2 separate regions of the Zea mays genome follow, and region 2 is linked to region 1. Evidence: chromatin contacts called from public Hi-C data. All regions are on one chromosome and are shown on one strand. The core of a region is the stretch at or near the end of the contact, and the rest is flanking DNA. Distances in the headings are between cores, read along the strand shown.

Region 1 (6,175 bases), core at 1,115-3,614:
GAGTCGAACCGTCCACGTCTGGTTGCCGGACGGTCCGCGCGTGCGCAGTTCGCCAACATATTTAAGGGTTTGTCTTAGGTCGGCAGGCCACCCAAAACGCCTCTAAGCGACATAGAGTCGAAGAGAGGTAAATATTAGAGAGAGGAAACTATGTTACTGTCTACTCCTAGTGCAAAATGTAAAGAACAAAAGATAATTTGATTGTTTAATTGATTGTTGGTTGTTTAATTGATCATACCCCTTCAACTATATAACGAGGAGTCTAGACTTATTCCTAGACGTCCTCCAACAGCTTCTGCGAGATTAGAGAGATAGACACGCGAGAAGATATGTACATATAGCCAAACGTCAGCGGGCTGGACCATCCGGTGCCACCTACAAATAGTGATCAATAGTTCGGAACCAATATTCCCTCCGCGCTCTATTATAAAGAAAATTACTCGACCATCGTCACAAGCAAATAAAGCAAGTGCCACTCTAAGGCAGCAGCTTATAAAATGTTTAAATTGTCGAACGGATCCGATGAAAGAATAGTCATTTTTATTTTATTTGAGTTGAATTGAATTAGCTAAAGAGCAACTTCGACGAGTTGTTTGTTCTTGTCATGGTTTCATGACGACGGACGAGACTCGAGAGGCGCCGGAGCCGACGGCGCGCTGTCGCACCTCCAGTATATATATATATGCAGCCACGCAGGCACAACCAAGCATGCAGAATGCCGGCGGCACTAAGCGAGGCCAGCGATGGTGAGACTGCCACCGGCGGTGGCGCGCTTGACGAAGCGGCCCTTCATCCGTGGCCGCTTCTCGGCGTTGAGCTTGCGCACCTCGTACCGGATCTTCTTGGAGAAGAGCCGCGTCCTGCGCTTCTCCCGGTACCGCGACACTCGGGCCTCCCGGCCAACGTCGTCCATGCCCTGCCCCAGCCTCGGCGTGCCCAGCAAGTCCTCACCGCCGTGGCCGACCATTCCTCGTCCCACAACCCACATGTTCTGTATTTAGAACAAGAATTGAATTCGACGTTAACACAATCACTCCGATCGAGCGAAGCCGTGCATGCACTCAAAAAGTCAGGGATCTCGATGATGTGGCGGGGCCCGGGAATTGAACGTACCGTGCAGTCGTGGGGCCAGCTGTCGTCGAGCTTGACATGTGGTCGTTCGGCGCCGCCGGTCCACGGCGAGCTCCCCCAGCTCTGGATGATGGCCTCGTAGTTGAGGGTGAGCGAGAGGCTCGTCTGCAAGAACTGGCCGTCGGTTCCCGTGTGGCTGCTGCTCGCGGCATTCTCGGTCGTCGTCGTGTCCTGAGGCGAGCCGTAGTTGAAGTCGATGTCCAGCATCTCGTCAGATGCATCTGGGTCCAGCAGCTCGAGGGCGCACGCCAGCGTGCCACTGGCTTCGCAGGCACTGCCGGCGTCAGTCTCCACCTTGACTCGCGACGCGTCTTCACCCACTTCCACCGGTTCCAGGAGGCCCAGCGTCTCCATGCAGAACGACGAGCTCTCCTCGTTGCCGTCGTCCAGGCCGTACCCGAGCAAGGCCTCCATGTCCGCGGCGAACTCCCTGAGCTCGGCGTCGGTCGGCCCGAAGTTGGCATGACCTCCGTCGGGGAAAAACTGCACCAGCGGCGCCGCTGCAGGTGTCTCTCGATCTGTCTTCGCCGGGTCCTCGACGGCGCCGTCTTCGTTGCAGGACGACGCGAGAGCGGCCGCGTCCTCAAGAGGCTGGGGCGAGCAGAACTCTGCCAGGGCAGGGTCAAAGACAGGCACGCGGTAAAGCACCTCCTCCTCCGGCTCCTCGGCCTCGAACTCCCCCTCGTCGTTCCGACCATCTGGCGAGTCCCCGCCCGCCGCATGGGGCACAACGAGGCGCCGCGACAACGTCCGCACATCGCTTTTGGCGCGCCCACCGCGCGGGGTGCGCGCCTTGCGCTTGAACCACGCCGGCACCACCTCGTCGTGGCTCTCGCGATTCGCTGACGCCGGCGTGGGAGGCGGCGGCGTCTGCAGCGGAGACGTGGGGCGCAGACGCAGCCTCTCGTGACGCCGCGCGAGCGAGTTCGCGGAGTGCACCGACGTGTCGCAGACTTGGCACAGGAACGCGTCGTCCGCTGCGCAGTACCACCTGGCCCGCCGGCGCAGGCACGCGTCACAGGCGCGCGCCTCCTTGCCACCCACCGCCGCCGCCTTCGCCGAGCTGCCGGTCGTGGTCGTGGCAATCATTTCCCTTCAAAGCGGTGTGCCGGCGTGCTACTCAGTGATGGCTTCTTCTACGCTGAATGTAGTAGGATGGGACCTATAGTATCCACATGTGCCGACGTACACTCTGAGTTTTTGTATGTACTGTAGATGTTAGGGAAAAAATGTGCTGAAAATATCGCGGTGCTCGGTTTTATAGAACCGAAGGAGAAGATGGGCCCATCTTGCGCGCTTTCTGGGCCCCGCCGGCTGCACTTTGCTTGCACTTTTGGTGTCGCGCAAGGGCACCACTACCTGCGGGTCTTATCTGCAACGTGATTGGTCGAAGGGTAGCGCAGGATGCGGGGCAGGCGCTTGTGATTGGCTCCGACGGGATTTCCAGTGGGGCCACCACCTTCAGCTACGCACGGCCTACAGGCTAGAGCCCTTTCCACATCGCTCTCACGGTTGCTGGCAGTGGCAGGGGACCGCTAGGGCAAGGCGAGAAAAGTCTTTCTTGGTCTTCGTAGCTCAAGTTATCACTAGGTTATTACTATATGCTAGCTCTGGCTAAGGCTACCATGCATTATGCGGAAGGGAGGTGTCGACCGTAACCATGACAACGTGAAAGAAAACGTTGACGGTGGATAAGGAATAGGATGATGTATTACTGGAATTCGGCTCTTTGCCAGATGCCACATTCGGTAAAGTTCCACTCTCGATAACGACTACGTTTACCGAGAGCAGGACTCTCGGCACAGGAAGACACTCAGCAAAGACAGCTTTGCTGAGTGCTAAACACTTGATAAAAGTCAACGCTCGGTAAAGGGACGTTAGCAGTCGTCTATAGCTGACGGTCGTTACCTTTGGCACTCAGCAAAGAAGCTACTTTGCCGAGTGTCATTATTGGACACTCGGCAAAGTATATTTTTATTTTTTTCTTTTCCCAACCAAAATTTTTGTGGTATGTTTCTACACTATGTAGACCTATATGTTCCATTTTTGCACAATTATAAAAGTGTTTGCTATAGCTATTAGATTTAGTTCGTTTAATTGAATTTCTTCGAAAAATTTAGATTTGAATTGCAAGTCACTCGAAACATGAAAAATCGTGCATGCAAAAATGATATTCATGTTATTTAGCACAAGTTACGATCGATTTCAGGAACATACTAGAATCTTCGATCACTATGCTCACTAAACATGACGGTGAACTTGTCATCCAATTGTTTAAAAACTGTATAAAACACAAACAAAGTTAGAAAATCATGAAGCTTGTCCACATGTCATGATATCATATGTAGATAGGCTGTGATAAAAATTTGAGAATATTTCAAGAAAGTTGTGACGCACTATGTGTAGAAACCTAGCCGGTCCACATTGAAACTCTATGATTTCATGTTACGCTAGTTAGGTTTCTACACATAGTGCGTTACAACTTTCTAGAAATATTCTCAAATTTTTATCACAACCTCTACATATGATATTATGACATGTGGACAAGTTTCATGATTTTTTGACTTTGTTTGTGTTTATTCAATGTTTAAACAACTTGATGACAAGTTCACGGTCATGTTTCATGAGCATGGTGCTCGAAAATTCCGGTCTACTCCTGAAATCGGTCATAACTTGTGTTAAATAACATGAATATCATTTTTGCATTAACGGTTTCCATTTTTTGAGTGACTTGCAGTTCAAATATGAATTATCAGATGAAAATCAATTAAACGAACAAAATCTAATAGCTATAGCAAACCATTTTATAATTGTGCCAAAAATGAAACATATAAGTCTACACAATGTAGGAACAAATCACAAAAGTTTGGTTGGAAAAAATGTAAATAACCTTTGCCGAGTGTCCACGTAAGTCACTCGGCAAAGTATGGTTTGCCGAGTGTCGTCCGGCCCGACACTCGGCAAAAATTTTTAAAAAATATTAAAATAATCTGTGTCGAGTGCTTGTCAGTGGGAACTTGGCACAACGCTCTTTGCCGAGTGCGTGTGATCTGGCATTCGACAAAGAATTTTTTAATATTAAAAAAAATCTTTGCCGAATGCCCGATTGCGGGCACTCGACAAAGAATGTTTTAATAGCTGTTACGGCGCCCACACTCACTCACTCTCGCTCGCCGTCGCGTCGTCGGCCGCACCTACCGCCGTCGCGCCGCCGCCATCGCTGGCCCGACACTGTCCCATCTTCTACCCCGGTCCCTCTTCGATGAATTTAGTGAGTATAATAAGTTTAATTAGTTTAGTATGTGTTTATTGAGTTTATAGTATATGTGTTTAGTGAATTTAGTGACTTTAGTGAGTTTAATTAGTTTAGTATATGTGTTTAGTGAGTTTATACTATATATTTTTAGTGAATTTAGTGAGTTTAATTAGTTTAGCATGTGTGTCTTCCACAAGATTTTGTATATGGGATTTCTCAATATGTTCTACCGGAATAAAATGCTCATGGGTATCGTCAGTTCATTATTAGATGCATCATGTGTAATTTCCATAGGAAATTCGTCCAAAAATGTAGCATCTCTGGACTCCATAATTATACCAACCAACATGTCCGGTACTCCAGAGTTTATAATTAAAAATCTATATCCAATGCTGTAAAAAGCATGCCCAAGGAAAACATAATCAATAGTTTTCGGTCATAATTTGCGCTTCTTGTTAATTGACACGTTCACTTTAGCTAAACAACCCTAGGTGCGCAAATAGGAGATATTTAATTTCTTCTTTTCCGATTCCTAGAATGGTGTGATTTTTGTCCTCGTGGGAATTGTATTCAGGACATGACACGCAGTCAAGATTGCCTCACCCCACCATTCCTTAGATAGTACTGAAATCTCTAACATGGAGTTAACCAAATAAGTTAAGTATGGTTCCTTCTTTCAGCAACCCCATTGGATTGTGGTGAGTATGGCGGTGTCCTCTCATGAGTAATACCATGTTCCACACAAAAATCAGAAAAATCATCCGAAAAATATTCTCCACCACGATCAGACCTTAATCGTTTAATTTTCCTCTCGAGTTGATTTTCAGCTCTAGCTTTATAGGTCTTAAAATAATGCAAAGCTTCATATTTTAATTTTAAAAGATACACATAACAAAATATAGTAGAATCATCGATAAATGTAATAAAATATTGCTTGCCTCCTTTACTCAATATTCCGTTCATCTCACATAAATCGGAATGTATTAAGTCTAGTGGTGCCAAATTCCTCGCCTCCGCAGCCTTATGAGGCTTGCAAGATTGCTTAGATTCCATGCACACCTAACACTTAGAACCTTTGACTAAATAAAATTTTCGGATTAAATTTAAATTTGCTAACCGCGAGACACAACCAAAATAGATATGACAAAGTCGTGAATGCCAAATTTTCGACTCAATCGAACAATATTGTTCACAGACTTATTACATGTATCATGCAAAGATAAGCGGAACAAGCCTCCACTGTCATAGTCTTTTTCAACAAATGTTCCATACTTAGATAGTATACAATTATTAGACTCAAAAAGAAGTTTGTAGCCATCTCGACATAATTGAGAGCTACTAACTAGATTCTTTTTGATGGATGGCACATACTGCACGTTCTTCAAGATCACCGTCTTTTCCGAAGTAAACTTCAGAATGACTATACCAACACTAAGAACACACGCATGTGATCCGTTCCCCATCAGCAAGGCTCCAATACCTTTGCACTGATAAGAAGAAAACAAAAACATATCAGCACACACATGAATATTAACACAAGTATCATCCCACCACTCAGGTGAATGACACACTGAAAGAACAGTAGGTAAAAGATTACCATACCCTGATGTTCCTTCTCTAGTCTCGCTAATAACCATGTTTGCTGTTTTCTTCTCTTGAGCTGGTTTTTTTCTTGCTTAAATTTGTGATCTGGACAAGCGCTTGCCCAATGATCAGTACTCCCGCAAACAAAGCAACCAGCTCCTTTGTTCTTCTTTTTGAACGTGGCTGTCTGCTTGGGCTTCATGG
Region 2 (6,049 bases), core at 701-3,200, 97 kb before region 1:
GGTCCTCAATCAGCAAGCCTACATCGGCACGGTCCTTAAGCGACTCAGACGGAGACACTACACCGAGACTTCCTTCTCGTGCAAGTCACCCGCCCGGTCTCAGCTTTATCATTTAAAACCCAAAGTTTGGTACCTGACAGAGGTACATCTTTTCAGATGTTGAACCCATCATGGCCATGATGAATCCACCATCACAAGTTTTTCTTTGTAAAAATTCCCATCCACTGTGAAGCATCACCTTTTGTTTTAAAACAAAACATTTTATTTTTCTAAGCAAGGCTAAGCATCAAAAAATCATTTTCATAAAAGGGTATCAAGGAAGGATAATCAATTTTCCAAGGAAGGAAATGTATCAACTGTTTAGCACACAACTCCTATCACCTAATGCATCATATAAGGTGATAAAGATTTTAAAACAGCAAGGAGGTGGCAAATGCACTGGGGCTTGCCTGGAATAAACACTACGTTAGTGTTTGTTAGGTGGAGACCACTTGACGACCATCCTTTGTCTTGGTACTCGTTCAAATTATCCGTCTTTAGGTTCGTCCATCAGCATCATCTTGTGGAGAAGCTCACGCACAGCGACATCTTGTTGCCGACTCAACTTCGGTCCTCCATATCACGTAGTCAATAAACGTACCTAAATGATTTGCATAATGCACATGAATGCATATAAACAGGAATATCACAAACCTAAATAATGCTACACGACAGCGAATTAAACACCTATCGACGAGACGTTGTACCATTTCATACGGAAACACTAGTTATCGACATATGACTAAGCGCAATAATCACAAAATAATGAACTGTACATACTAACTACACCACTCGCGTTTCTCCTGTTTAATTATATCTAATTCTATTATCAAGTAAGAATAAATTATAAACACACACTATCCTCCTTAGTTACAATTTGTCATCAGAAGTCTAATAAAGTTAGACTCACCATTATTGAAAGCCGAAGTCTTAAAATCAGCATATAAACAATCTAATTACCCTTTTAAATCACATTTTTCAATTATCTTGAATTCCACACTAATTAAATAGGTCGATGTCATTCACTGTTAATTACTCGAGGTAATTTGCACATCTCTCATGACATCGAACTAAACACGAAACCTAGAATAAGCTAACTAATTAAGCAGGGCATCGACTACATCAATTAACCAAATCGACATAATAACACTAGAAAATCTATTAACTAGCCGATAGAAATACTAAACCTATCTTTTACGTCATCAGCCCGCCCGAATATCACATAAATTAATCTACCTTTCGCATTACTAACTCCATCGTACTTCACATATATTTAACATTACCACAACGCGCCTGCGCTAAACACGAGGATTATTACGATTAATATACTATTCAATCCATCGACTCAATCAATTAATAAAAAAATAGCGAACTAGAGAACGGTTACCGATTCAATTAGAATTTCAAGCAAACGTTGCTGATCCTTGTTCATGCCTCCTATCGAGTTCCTGGCAAGCGCCCCACAAGTTCCACTTCTTCACTCAAACTTCTAAAATTGCAGTGGTGATCAAAGGCGAGCACGTAGAGGTAGAGTCGAAGCGAACACGACGACAACAAGATCGCCGACCAGTAGCAGTGCGGAGGCAAATGACGACATCGACGTATCGGCACGACAATTCTATTTGACGAAAATAATGGCGCAGCGACGAGGATCCGAGAAGCGAGCGCTGCGGACGCGGATCAGGGATTTGGCTTGGGAGTCGAGCAAGGAAGGACGGGGTTTGACAACTCAACGGCAAACGCGAGCACGCCGAAGTCCGATGGACGAGGAGCGAGCGCGCCGCAGTGATGACAAGAAAGCGCGAACGCCAACGCGAGCCAAGGGCAAGCACGAGTGTTGGGACGAGCTGAGACCAGAGGATGGCGGTGGACTTCACCGGCGAGGCTTTATAGGTATAGTTCGGCACTCATAACAGAGCTTTGGCAAACTCGACGGACGCGACCATGGACGCGTGCTGGCGCTTGGGGTCGGGCCGGGCGAGCATAGCAGGGAGCCAAGGCGAGGTCGTGGTCATGGTGAACTGGTACAGGGCGGTCAACCACGACGTCCGATGTGGTCAACAAGGACGACGGCTGAGGCCTTCGGCTAGGGGAGGAACAGGGGCTATCGGCCATGGAGTAGAATAGGGGAGGAGCGCGCGTGGGAGCCAGGTCCGAGTGTCCGCCATGAACAGGAGAATGACGAGGAGGCAGCGGTGATCTTTGAGGGAAACACGCAGGGGATCCCCATCGACGACGACTCACTGGACCGACGGGCAATGGTTCCAATCAGCAGCGCCGACACTTGAAACACCTACAGGAAGCCCCCGCTACCACGAACGCCACCAGGTGGATCCCCATCTAACCTGGGTGAGCAGGGAGAGAGGAGAAGGGCGGAACTTGGCAAGTCGCGGCTGAGGAGAGCACCATGGCCGAGAGGGAAAATCCGAGCGCAGGGGCGAGCTCGGGGAAATGGGCGGCCGAGCTGGGGATTGGGCAGAGCGCGGACGGGCGAGCCTGCCAGGGAGCAGCGATGGCCAACAGAGAAGCTCGCGCACGCGGAAGCTCCACGGCTGGGAGGGCGCGGCAGCCATGGCAAACAGGAGCAGTGTCGCGGTCCGCGTGCCGGCCAGGGAGAATCGACGGCGGCCGTGGGAGAGGGCAGAGGAACTCGACCGGCGAAGTTGGCCGGAGGGCGAGCTCGGCTGCGCGCAGGGAGGAGCACCGGCGAGCAGGGAGCGGGAGGAACGCCGGTGAGCTCGTGGCACCAGGGAGCAGGGCACGACGCTGGAGGGCGAGCAGGGCGCGGCTGCCAGGACGAGCGCAGGGAGGAAGATAAACTTGGCGAGCTGGAAACCAACCGCGTGTGAGAGAGAGAGCAGTAGGAAATATCAGTGGAATGAGGGGCAGCGGCAGATTTTTTTGGATTTTCCTTTTTTTATTTCTTCCCTCTCTCATTTTTTAAGACAAAGATAAATTCGGGTTCTAGGATTTGGGTCTAAACGAGATGCAAACAGGATGAACCAAAATAATTTCATCCGCGTCTGAACACCTGATTCCACAGCCATAGATAATTTACCAGAGAATCGAAGCTCAACTATAAATCCTCGGACACGATTTCTCGGCTGACGAGTGGGGACAAAATTATTTTGCACCGAAAACCTTAGTCGTCGAGTTCTATTTAATTTGCCCAGGACAAAATCACATAGTGGGTTGAGCTTCCGAATTCGTATCCATTTATTCGATAGATTTTAATTAGGCACAAGAGTCGTTAATTCACGGAACAAATATGTTTCTAACTTCGTGAAACATTTAGAACAGACCGGATAGGCAGAGATGAAAATGATATCGAAATTATAAAGGATGAATATTAGAACATAGAGATCGTTATTATTGCCGATATCTCGTGCTTGAGTCCATAAGCACAGTTTAATAGGAGGTAAACACCAGGGGTGTTACATAACGCTCGGCCAGGCCGAATTCGGCCCAGTCGAGGCCCAACCCACCAGCCACCTGCCCCTTTCCCCTCCTCTCTCTCATTTCCAAGCGGGCTCGCCCCGGCCCTCTTCCTCACGTGGGCGCGCCAGAGCGCACGGGCGAACGCGCTGCCGCCATGCCGCTCGGCCTCCCCAAGCCGCCTCACCTGCCCCGTGCCGCCGTCGTGCCGCTCGACCTCCTCAGCGTTGCCACGCCTCCCCGTAACAACCACCCTCTCCTCTTCCCCTTCCCCACTCCTTCTCCACCTTGGTCGCGTCATTAATGGCGGTAACGGCGCCGACTGCCATCTCTCCCTCTCCCCCCACGCCCTCCCTCCTCCTTCTCCCTATCAAACTTGACCCCGAGCCCTTGGAATCGGCCTCCCTTGCCACCGAGCTTGCCTTCTCCCTCACCTAAGCCCTCTCCTCTCTCCCTCGCTTAACACCGCCGCCGGAGCCCGACATCGCCATCATCGGAGCTCGCCGTCGACCGTGCCTGTGCCCCTGTCCTGGCCGCGCCACATCACTCCGTCACCGTCCATGCCACGCCGTGCCCTAGCCCCCGTGCCTCACCGTCGGCCACTCCCTGCTCGACGTCGTTCCTCCTCTCCCTTCGTTCATTGACGAAATGCCCGAACGCAAGAACCAGAGGTTGAAGACAACTCGAATTTTATTTAAACTTTCAAAATCATGTTTTATGTAACTATTTGTTTTACATTGTGTATAATGTGATGTGTATGTAAACGATTAATTTTAAATGTATGCGATGAACTAGTATATTATTATCAGTTGTAAGGTATATGTTAATTGTTTACAGTTATTTTGGAATTTGTGTTTAGAAAGAAAAATGACAGGATTTGGTAGACCACGTTTTAGTGATGAAAACACTAGATAAGTAATTTCACAGTAAACTTTGTTTATGATGAATTTTAGAATTAGTCTAGAAGTTTATAATCATAGGTTCATTTAGACCAACTAAATAAATATTAAAAGCTTTATTAACATTGAAGCGATAAGTAGTGCCCGTGTTCATAATAATTCAAATATTGTTGGCTAATCAGGGTTTAATTATTATTAAACTGATTTGACCTCTGATTATTATAATGACATTTTCTTTTAGAAAGAAAGGATAAAACTAAAAATGAGACCCATGTTCATAGTAGAAATAATTAATTAATAATTAATTTATTTCTGTAGAATTGGTTAAATCATTACATCTAAGCTATGTTATGTAAAATACTTTCATAGTCGAATGTCCATATAACTTTTACTAGTGACAATCCAAAGTAGAGTTATAGTTTATAGATGTCAATACGTGTGGACTAATAAAATGAATATGAATCTATTTTATTCTAGGCACTATTACAATGGTTTGTATGGTTTATGTTTATTCATGTAATGGTGTATGTTATTCATGTAACGGTGTATGTATATTTATTTGGTGAATGTTTTCTTTTGTATGTACGATATGTGAATCTATATTAGAAGCTGATTTCGTGGTAGAAGACCAAAATATGTTTGAAGACGATCCACATGACACCTTTTAGCAAGGCAAGTGGATTATCCCTCTGCATCTTTGTTTGTACACAAATAATGCATCTAATAATGTTTACTTTTGGATATTTGCATAAATTTGATGGGATTTGACTAAATAGGATTTCCTAGAAATACCAACCCTATTCCTTGATTACCCTAGGATAAATACTATGCCTAGCAATTTGGGCTACTGCTCAACTTGATAATTATGTTATCACTCTTTAATGATACTATTGTTCCGGAAATTAAATTTGTATTATGATGTTAACACGATGGTTAAACAAGATCATTTCGTATTAAATGGAACATGGAGTGACCACATAGGATAACAGTGCAACCATGAGTGCTGTCATGGCTCTGACTTTAGTAAATAGCTTTATAGACTTAGTGCTTAGCAACCCTACCTGAAAGATGGGCAAGAGGGGGCGACAGTGGTTTGGTGGCAGCTTATGTTAACATGGGGTGGTAGTCTTGGCTAAGTTACCTCGCCTAGAGGGCCATCAATATTGACGAGGAAACCTTAGCGGGTGGCTTTTTACTAAGGATATTTTGTGAAAGCCTCATAATGGATCCCTAACCATTCACCTCGACAGTGTTTACGGGTCCGTACAACCCAGGCTAGATGGGATACATGGTTTGTGGGTAAAGTTGTACCACCTCTACAGAGTGTAAAACTGATATGTTAGTCGTGCTCACGGTTAAGAGCAACCTAGACCCTCACATGATAACTGAACTTAAAGATGGAGAATAAATCGTGATCCGATGATTTATAAATGGTTTGCTTAAGTGGTTTTCACTTAAGTGTTTTTGATATAATTGTATGCTTATGATTAGTTGGAAATTTTGGAATACACTTACAATTAGTAAGTTAGGCGTTGATAATAAAATATTGACCAACTAAAATGCTTACCGCTTATCATAGCCTACCTTGTTAACCTTGCATAACTCCTCCCACTTGTTGAGCCCCCACCATAAGTGAGCTCACCCCTTGCTAATATTTTGACCAGAAGCTGATTAGG

What was found. A called contact is a pair of places that touch in the nucleus more often than the background predicts.
Region 2: a contact with region 1 is called in a Hi-C map of ear, with 2.1 times the contacts expected there. The contact joins the enhancer-like site here to the promoter of LOC100283083 in region 1. A contact is called at or near these places in 3 of 25 Hi-C or Micro-C datasets (ear, leaf and tassel).

Annotation. Positions count from the first base shown.
Region 1 is chr9:33,997,096-34,003,270 of Zm-B73-REFERENCE-NAM-5.0, reverse strand. LOC100283083 (zinc finger protein CONSTANS-LIKE 16) reads right to left here and starts at 2,364. Exons shown (of 2, transcript NM_001155985.2): 1 at 1,114-2,364; 2 at 402-991. The coding sequence starts at 2,220. The coding sequence ends at 728.
Region 2 is chr9:34,093,717-34,099,765 of Zm-B73-REFERENCE-NAM-5.0, reverse strand. No RefSeq gene overlaps it. Among protein-coding and RNA genes, the nearest start is that of LOC103638228, 61 kb to the left of the region's middle. Within about 2 kb of position 1,950, at least 5 of the 20 cell types and tissues checked have an H3K27ac peak or open chromatin away from gene starts, as enhancers often do. A contact at or near this core is called in ear, where this site is marked.